2 separate regions of the Oryzias latipes genome follow, and region 1 is linked to region 2. Evidence: chromatin contacts called from public Hi-C data. All regions are on one chromosome and are shown on one strand. Each heading gives the region's core, a stretch centred on a gene start, on an enhancer-like site or on the middle of the called end of the contact. The rest is flanking DNA. Distances are from core to core; before and after follow the strand shown. Region 1 holds the start of LOC101165337 (canalicular multispecific organic anion transporter 1). Region 2 overlaps slit1 (slit homolog 1 protein).

Region 1 (5,162 bases), core at 1,533-4,032, 150 kb before region 2:
GTCTTTGTTGATTTTCAATGTTTTATTTTGTTTTTTCTGTGCAATTGATTGGACATGTGCATTTATTCGAATCTCGGTTTTCGTTCAATATTTTTTTTTATCTTAGACTGTAGCACAAGATGTGAATATACAGTATAAGGCTTTCAATGTTCCTTTACAGCTATGACACAAAAGCTATTATAACAAAAATACATAAAGTACTTAGTTCTGCTGCTTCCACCTGCAGCATAAATGCCGGTCTCAATAAGCACTTCAGTCTAAATATAAAAGCTGGAAATCATTGTAACATTTGTAATTGATATGACACAGTTTGGGTAGCAACAGGCTATTGAGCTTTCAAACTGTTTTTTTTTTTTTCTTTTTCTTACAGATTGGTATAGTGGGGCGCACAGGAGCTGGTAAATCAAGTCTGACCAACTGCTTGTTCCGAATTATTGAAGCGGCCGAAGGAAGAATCCTCATTGATGATGTGGACATCTCCACGATCGGATTGCATGACCTCAGAAGCAGGCTCACAATCATCCCACAGGTATGAGGCCCATCGACACATTTCTCAGTGCAAGTCAGTTCCATTCTTGAGCTCTGATGTGTTTAATTTCATGAATCCAGGATCCAGTTTTGTTCTCTGGAATGCTGAGAATGAACTTGGATCCGTTTGACAAATTCAGCGATGAGGAGCTTTGGAAAGCGCTGGAGCTCTCCCACCTGAAGGACTATGTAGCAGGACTGCAGGAAGGATTACAGCATGAAGTTGCTGAAGGAGGAGAGAACCTGAGGTGAGAAAGGAGACTCATGAATGGCATAACAATGGTTTTATCCTAACAGTACAGTAAGTATCATCGTCCAAGAACAATTTACTTTCGAGTGACGGAAAAAACAGTCGTCAGACATGTAAATGATAGTCCGTCGTTTTGTTATGTCACTGTATACCTGTTAAAAAGTAAAGATATGTTTCTGTTGATTTTATTCCATCTTGTATTAAAATGAAAACCAGGAACTTTTCACATGTTCTCATCAACCAGGAGCACTGATTGATGTTGCTTTAAATTGTGAGCTTATCCGTGTCTTCCCAGCGTCGGGCAGAGGCAGCTGCTGTGTCTGGCTCGAGCGCTGCTCAGAAAGTCTCGCATTCTAATCCTGGACGAGGCCACTGCAGCTGTTGACCTTGAAACCGACAACCTGATACAGAACACCATCCGCAAAGAGTTTGCACACTGCACTGTCCTCACCATCGCTCATCGCCTGGACACAATTATGGACAGCTCCAGGTGAGTCAATGCTCCTCGCGAGGTACTCAACAGTTTTTAAAACTACTTTTGTCAACAAAGGCTTTCTTTAATGAGGAATTTTTTCTATTTTGAGTCGAATATATATTTTTTTTACTTTAAGGATTGTTTGCATCCTGGAATTTCAAGCCCATAGCTTATTTGGTTGGGAGAAGTTCAAGTCTGAAATTTATGTGAAAATCTACAAACAAAGATGGTAGAAGAAAAGACAGACAGAAGAGCTCCAACTTTGACAGAGATTACATAAAATAAATCAAAGACAGTAAACACAATTCAATAGAAAAAAGAAAAAATTCAGCCTTTGGAAAGAAATGCTACAGTTTACAGTGCAATGAAGATTTATCTTTACTTTTGAGTATGCACACCTGTTATACTGTATCTACAGGATTCACTAACGCATTTACAGATCCTTGTTTTTGACCTTTGCAACTCAAACAAATCCACTTTTGATATTACGACAGAAGATTCTTAGTATTCATTGAAATCTATTAGAAATGATATTTCTAATAGATCCAGAATTTACTGCTTTTTTATGACTGTAAATGTTGCCTTTAGTTTCCGACTGTACACATTGTTTCCCATGTTTCCTTCATGCTCATGCAGACAGCACAAATATACAAACTGATATTTTCCAATCAGAGCAGGATTTTCCCCCACTCGTCTTGGATAAACACTGCTCTGTGTGTGATCACTTTTAATCTGTGTTCTCACTCCACAGGGTGATGGTCCTTGATGCTGGTAAAATTGTGGAGTTTGATTCACCGAGCAATCTTCTTGGAAACCAGGGCTTGTTTTATGCCATGGCAAAGGATGCAGGGCTAACACAAGAATATACTGCTCTCTAATTTTATTCTTTCACATTGTTTTTTTCTGATTTAAGTACAAGTTGTTGTTGCACTTCAAATGATAAACATTGTGACGGATAAAATTCTGTATTTATAAAGCAACTTTTTTCAAATTCAGCTGTAAATGTTTTTATTTTAACACAAATAAAACTGTCTTTCTCAGAAAATCTTTTATTAAAATATCAGGTGTTTTAATACATCATAAACCATAAGAAGTTTTTTATTTTTTATTTTCTGTGTAAAACGTTCTGGATAAAACAAGCCTCACAGTCTCAGTTCTTGACTCTGACTTCTTGATGAAAACCAGTTCACACTTTGTTCACATTTATGAATAACATAAAATAAAAACTATAACTATAAACTTAAACAACTAAAAAAAAAGTTCATGCACCTTTAAGCATTAAAAGAACATCTTGACACAAAAAATAATTTGCTTATGTGCCAGTTAGGCAATTACGTCATTAAAAAACACTTGTGTTAAAATATCTTTCAAGTAATAAAATAAAATAATTTCTTTGGAAATGTGACAGTTTTTCATGCTAAATGTTTACATTTGTTTAAGAGGTGTGAGTGGAAAAGGTAGCGGCTTCTTTTTTTTTTTTTGCTTGTCCGACGTGACGTCACCGCATCACGCCCCCGCTCTCAGCACTCTCTCGGAGACAGGAAGATGTGAGCAGGTGAGTTACAAAGTCGATCTTTCAACGCTTAAAAAGACGACAAATTTACGCGATTCTGCAGACAAACAAGAGAATAAGTGCATAAAACCACAGCAGATAGTAATGAACAATTTTTATCTTTGAAGCTGTCTCGTTCTGTCAGCTGACGCTACTTTCATGAATTTTTGTAAGTTTATTGCTCCCCCCCCCGCATTGCAATTTTAACAAATTAGTCTGTTAAACAGACTAAAAATAATACAATTTCATGGAAAGCAAACATTATTTTTGCAAATGACAAACGACACATACCTGTTAAAAAAAAGAAGTTTTTAAAACGTTTACTGTGTGCAGGTGTGCCCTCTAATTAAGGTCACACAGGTGTTTCAGACTTTTAATCTGCCAATCTAACACAATGGACATCACATTTTGGGGGACTTGACCGGTCTCCCCAAAACCTGGTCCTTAAAAACCTCTGCCCTGCATGATAATTGACTTAACACTCCTGATTCAGAAGCCTGATAAGTTCACTGCAGATCTAGTGAGAGGAATCTGGTGTTTAACAGGATAAAACAGAGTATTTAATTTACAACCTGACCTTTAGTTACTCAATAGCTGATTATTTTACAATAAAAAAAAATATTTAAAAACTAAACACGACTAACAATTGAACAATACAAAAATTGGATTAAGCAAAAATTAAATTTAAAAAATGTATTTTTCATTTGATAAATATCCCCTCAACCATTTTTTTTTACTCAAGACAACTGACAAGCATACTGACAATTGTGCTTTAACCTTGGATTAAAATGCACATTTAATGAGTATAAATGTTTTATATCTATATTTATCTTTTCATTAGCTGTGTGGTAAACTGCCAAAATGTGCCATTACGATGGGTACAACCTTCAGCATCATCACTGCACAAATTACATATGTGCTCCACTAAGTAATGCTGCAGAAACCTCTGCATTAATGGACTCGTCAGACTGGCCCCCTTTCTTTAATTGATAAGAGCAGTGTATTCTAAGCAGATCATTAAAATGTAAAAAGAATTTACATCACCAAAGCAAATTGACTGGAGGAAGTGATAGGATTTCATTAGTACTAAATGGAGAAAAAGTCCAAAGGAGCTGCCTGACGTTCTCACAGGAGAATAATCACCTGAACTGCTTTTGCATCAACCTGCTTCAGTTCAAAGCATTTGGTTAAAGGCCCAGGGAGATAATTTTTGGACTACAGTGTTCCTCCGCGTATTCACGTTTCACTATTCTCCGGCTTCTAAGAAATACTTCTGAATCGCTACCAGCCAAAGTTTGAGTCCCTGTATAGAGAAATGGTCTTAGCTGACTCAGAAACAGCCGGAAAATATCCTGACACTCTGAGGAAGATAATCTGAAAGAATAATTATCATCTGGAGCAGATGTTTGACATGAATGAAACTGACCTCTTCTGGAAGAAGATGCTCCCCCGCACTTAAATGATGGATGAGGAACCACGGGCTCCTGGTTTTAAAGCAGATAGTGACAAAGTGACCCTCCTGATGTGTGTTATTATTGCCCTAAATAAAACTCTTTAGGTTGAGCAATATTCCAATGTTCTTTAAAAAATGTTTTACAAAGCACCAGAAATGTTTCAGAAGGGTTTTTGGAGGGTAAGGATCGGTGACGGACATTCTTCCACTGTGGGGGCGGGGGTGGTTCTCTGTATTTGTGGGGATTGCTTATTTGCGGGAATCTCTGGTCCCTAACCCCTGCAAATAAGAGGGGAATGCAGTATAGTCAAATATGAATGCAGTTTGTGTGAAAAATTGATTTGTAGTAAAACTGAATTAGGTGGCACCAACTTAAAGACCTACCCCAATCCTTTTTTAGTCTATTTTCAAAAGCGTTCCCAGTGGACCTTTAATTATGATAATGCCATTTTTAGCAACTGTGGTTTTCTAGGACATAGTTTCTGCAGAGCGGCAGTAGTTCATCAGAAATTGCCTCGAAGTTGTGGGACAAACCACTATGACAGAAGTAAACATCCCATTTCCCATTTTGCATCTGTTTACATCAGGTATAGGAGACTCCCAGCCTCAAGGCCTGGATTCTTGCATGTTTTCCAACTTACCCTCTTCTGGCATGTTCTAATTGGCTGGACATACCTGAACCAGGTAGTCAGTCATGAGTAGGGCTTGGATATTTGGAAATCATGCAGACACTGCATGTTCTCCCACTACCTTACAGCCACAAACAGCCCTAACCTAACATTAGTGGTGCAACTAAAATGGTGAGCTATCCAGCCGTTTGTGAAGCCAGATGCCAGCTCAGACGAGGAAAAAACAAACACGTTCATGGATCTATTTGTATGCAAGTGGATAAATCAAAACGGAG
Region 2 (4,881 bases), core at 148-2,647:
TAGAATTGAGAGATAATCTATTTTCTTGATCACATAACTTAATTTTATTTGCTGAATTAGCTAATTAGCAAAAAGAAAGATGAGAGGGTTTTGGGTCAAAACAATATTAAAACTAATACAGAGTGTGCAGCTCAAATGACTCTTTAGAGTTAAAAGTGATTACACAAATAGGGTAAGGTTTATATTGGAATTTGTTGGTCACAGTGAGCAAAAACTTCTCTCAAGTATCTCAAGTCAGATATTTTTTTACTTTTTCTGCATTGATATTAAACAGTATTGCTAAAAGAATTTCTACAAGTAAATGCTGGTTTCCGCTTCTACTAATTATTTTTTAACCCATTTAACTTTTTGGTTTTGGTCTTTACTCCCCCAGAAAAGAATGCAATTTAGCTGGCTTGTCTCCACATTTGCCTCCTGGTCATTTCCCCTTTTTCATGCTTCCTGCTGTCTGTCTCATCTCTACCTCTTTGTTTTTCCCAGGCCAAGAGGAGTCGAGCTGCATTCCTCGGCCGCAGTGTCCCAGTGAATGTACTTGTCTGGAGACGGTGGTGCGCTGTAGTAACAAGCACCTCCACTCGCTGCCTAGAGGCATCCCGAGAAATGTGACCGAGCTGTGAGTTCCTTGGCATTAATTACACTTCTGTTAATTTCTTAATTTGACCTGCAGGTGGGATTCTTCCTGTGAGAGGATATGAAACAGAGCCAGATAGCATCAAAAACAGAAAAGGAGGTGTGATCAGGCAGTAGATGATAAAACAGAACATTATTTGGAGGGAAAGACACGTTCCCGCAGACGTTGTTCGTTCTGTGTTTTCTGTTGCCTTCAGGGTACTGATGTCACCCCCTCAGTCATAGCCAAGGGTCAGAATGCATTTGTGTGTTTTTGTGTGTATGTGCATGCATGGGTCCGTTTTTGTGTGTGCATACTTGTGCGGGGGCCAAAACCCTGTCCGCAGGAGCAAAGGGGAGCCACGGGACATTTTAATGAGCACTTTTCAATGGAAAGGGGAGGGAATGGAATAGGTCTGGAACTTTCTAATACTGTCTCAATTGGTTCCATTTGACTCTCGACTGCACACGCTCGCAAATGCACACACAACAATGCTCACACGCGCTGTGCTGGCCTCAAAGCATGTCATTGTCCCAGCAGGTGTGACCAGGTGTACCACTCTGTTCTGGGCTTTCATCTAGTCATCTGGAGAGTTCGTTACTCCATCATTATCCCAAGTGTCCCCTGCTCCGTCATTACCTATCATTACCTCTGAACCCAAGGCCTCCCAGTTAACCGCACCCCCCCCCCCAGCTGCTGCCTTTCCCACCCCTCATGCAGTCAACAACAATGGCAGGAGCCTGCAGCTCTGCTGAGAAGGAGTGGGCCCTAAATCAGCCATTTATCAAAGTGACAGACCAGCAGCAGAGCTTTGTGTTAGCAGTCAGCAGGTTGATTGCATACCTGCAGGCGTGATGTCAACTGTGGGGGCCCTGACATAATCAGAATGTTATCACATGTGTGTGCCTGCCCCTCAAGTCACTTCAGAAGTTATTGATTGGTTAGAATCGCAAATGAGCAAGAAATTCACAGACACATCACAGTTTACCTCTTTTTCCAGTTGATTTGTCCTATTTGTGTAAAATAGCTTATTCTTGAAATAATGTGTGCCTAAATCGTTGTTTCAAAAGCCTGTAAAGCAACAGTTTTTTTCTTCTAGTGTTTTTTTTTTTTGGGTGTGCATTTACAATGTGATGAAACAGAAACGCAGTTCAGGAGTATAGTTATTGGTTTATTCTAGAACAATTTCCTTTTTAAATTTGTTTTAAAAAAGAGAGGCGCCAAACTCTCTTGTCAACACATATAAAGTTTGACCATTGACTGTATATGAAAAATGAACTTGAGTGGCTGTGATGTCAGCCTTGGAAAATGGTTTACTTACAGCTCCAACCAAATGAGGTCAATTCCTTCCCCATTTTTTTACGATATGGATGTTGCCATGTTGGAACCAGAAATTGTCAGCAGGCAGTGGCTGGCCTAAATGGGTCTGAGCTAACATTTCTATAGCAACCACTCTAGCCAATTAGGAGTGAGCTTGTTGGCAATTGAAAGCAGGCTACATAAAATCTGTCAATCAAATGTTTCAAGCGTTCGATGGAAGACCACACTTTTATTGAAGCATCTGATTGGCCAGTTTATAACTTGAATAACTTGCACTGAAGGAACATTTTCATGGAAAAAATTAGGATTAGCAACTGTCTCAGAGAATGGTAATGACAGATAGATTAGCTGTTTATTTCTCTATAGAAGTCTATGGGATGTTGGCTTCTTACGCTTTGGCTTCAGGAGGTACTTACTATTTAGAACGCCAGGATGAAGAGTCACTCATCCCAGTTCTCATAAATAGTCAATAAGTCTGACAGACTTTGCCAGACTAAGGATGATTTATCTCTATATCTGTCTGTCTGTTTAGGTATCTGGATGGAAACCAGTTTAGCATTGTGCCAAAGGAGCTTTCAACTTTCAAATACCTTCAGTTGGTGTAAGTTTCTTTTCATCTGCCCCCTGTATTCTTCACAACTTTACACAGTAAACTAAGGCCTCTGTTTTTGCAGTGACCTGAGCAACAACAAGATTAACTCCCTGACCAACTCCTCCTTTGCAAACATGAGCCAACTTACCACTCTGTAAGTCCAACCACAGATGCAAAGAGTTTTTTTTTTCTTTGTTTCTGTTGCATGTAAAAAAACAACATATGTGATTATTTGTTCATTTCAGAATCCTGAGCTACAACTCCCTGCGTTGCATTCCCAAAATGGCTTTCAGTGGGCTACACTCGCTTCGACTGCTGTGAGTTTATTTTTACCTTCCAAATGCATCCTCAGGCGGTGTGCACATGTTTGCTACCATTCATGTTATTGTGTTGGTCTGAAGTAGAATTTTAAACACCTATTTTTAATCCACAATGCATCTTTTCTGGGAAAAGTTGACTTCTCTTTTGTATGCAAGTGTTTCTTTGGTGTCGCATAATTTGAAGAGAAAGCTCTAATCAGCAACAACTTCACTGGATTCAACTGAGGTTTTCTCAAAAAGAAAAATTCTAAAAACAGAAAAGAAGCATTTTGAGGCAAAACAAGTAATTATTTCCTGCAGCAAATGGTGAAGCAGATGCTGAGAATCTTTGATTGACTCCAGAGGAAAAAAGCTGTGTAAACAGTTATGACAGCCCATGAATTAACACACAAACACACACTCTGACCTATTTTCCCTCTTTAAATGGCAGCCATTGGGGCAGCAGCAGCCATTTTTTCTCCAACTTTTACTCCAACCACATATAGACCCTCAAATTGACCCATTTTGATCACCTCTAAAGGCCCCAAGCTCAATTCAGCCCGGAGGTGCGCCTCCTCGGGTGTACTGTACAAAATCACTCTGACACTGATTACCAGAAAATGTTTGCCCTGCAAACTGCAAAGTCTTCAGCTCGGCCTCAGACTTTTAATGGCTTAATGAAGTCTTTGATGGAGCGCTCTCAGTGACTACGGGCTGCTACATAACTTTGATGCAGATTGTAAATGAGTTGGACAGAACGATGACGAAATTCGAAAAGATTTAAAAGTGTATCCTTAGACACAGCAGCTGCACAAAGAAACTGCACGCCAATGTCCAGTTAGGAAAGCAAGATCTCCGTGAGACTGCGGATCCATCTGTGCATATTTATATATTTATTTTGTGTGTCTGTTTGCATAGTTTTCACATTTGTCATTTGCTGACTTGGTGCCTGCTAGCATGCGTGTGGGAGTCGACTTCTCAGCCTTCCATGTGTGCTCATAGCAGGCACACTTTTTATTGCTAACAACAAAGCTTTGACAAAGCTCGTTTTTACGGCGGCGTTCGGCTGAAGCCCTCCATCATTACAAGGCAGAAAGCATAAAGTCGCTTTAGCGTGGAAATGAGAGTGAAGCTTGGCCATCATTAGCTGATGCCGCCTTGCTCACCCAAGCTCGCCGCTTTGATCCCCTAATGAAGCTGCGTCCGTTTTTCTGCTCTTACTCACTCACGCCACCTTTGCCTTCACAAATATTCCTTTTTGCTTGTGTGCTAGACACCATGTGAGGCCCTGGTGCCACCCACCCCACATGTACCATACAGGCTGAGCCCTTACAGAGACACATGCACACCCATTTCTGAGGCGCACGCGGGCACAAATGAAGCAGAAAACTTTGATGTCTTTACGGCTGGTGTGATCAATCATAAGTCTCCCAAATAAACGTCAGATGGAGCCATGAGATTTTTTTCTTTTACTAAGCAAAGCTACGGGGGTTCCACAAATCTGAAGCGACAAAGAGTTCCGTTTAATAGTTTCAACTTTAGGACCTCCACAAAGGGTTCAAAGTTCAAAGTTGGAAGCGTCACCGAAAAACCACAATGAGATGCCAAAGACGGCTGTGAGCGGGACGCCGTCGTGTGTACTCACACATGCTGAGGTGCCAAAGCCTTTATTAAGCTGCACCTTTGACTTTACACGGTGATAAAAAGGAGAAGAATCATTAACGCTCAGTCTTCAAACAGACTAGTGGTCGGATGTTGTGCGATTGGTGTGCAATGGTTGAGGTTTGAGCTGCTGATTAATAAGCTGCTAATTGGCCTGCTGGGTATTAGGTGTGAGGAGACTCAGCCGAGACGGTGCCAGGGCGTGGCCTGGGAGAGTGCAAGACAGACAACAAATTAATAAAAAATCAAAAACAAATTCAACAATTTAAGTCCTTATGCAGCACAAAAACCTTAAGAAACCATTTAAGACCCACTCAGATGAAAATTGTGTTGTTGGTGTATTTACCATGTTCATGTGGTATTTTCCTGATGATGGAGGACATATATAAAGAAAAGGA

Evidence for each region. Hi-C and Micro-C count contacts between places; a contact is called where the count stands out from the background.
Region 1: a Hi-C map of gastrula embryo shows a contact between it and region 2, with 1.7 times the contacts expected there. The contact joins the promoter of LOC101165337 here to the enhancer-like site in region 2. A contact is called at or near these places in 3 of 5 Hi-C or Micro-C datasets (embryo, fibroblasts and gastrula embryo).

What each region holds. Positions count from the first base shown.
Region 1 is chr15:23,133,508-23,138,669 of ASM223467v1, reverse strand. It overlaps LOC101165337 (canalicular multispecific organic anion transporter 1), which reads left to right and starts at 2,782. Exons shown (of 33, transcript XM_020709601.2): 1 at 2,782-2,808. LOC101162066 (canalicular multispecific organic anion transporter 1-like) reads left to right here. Exons shown (of 32, transcript XM_023963755.1): 29 at 371-529; 30 at 610-776; 31 at 1,074-1,268; 32 at 2,005-2,343. The coding sequence ends at 2,131.
Region 2 is chr15:22,977,502-22,982,382 of ASM223467v1, reverse strand. slit1 (slit homolog 1 protein) reads left to right here. Exons shown (of 36, transcript XM_011484467.3): 20 at 481-613; 21 at 2,463-2,531; 22 at 2,605-2,676; 23 at 2,768-2,839. Among protein-coding and RNA genes, the nearest start is that of LOC101161575, 37 kb to the right of the region's middle. Within about 2 kb of position 1,397, at least 1 of the 8 cell types and tissues checked has an H3K27ac peak or open chromatin away from gene starts, as enhancers often do. A contact at or near this core is called in gastrula embryo, where this site is marked.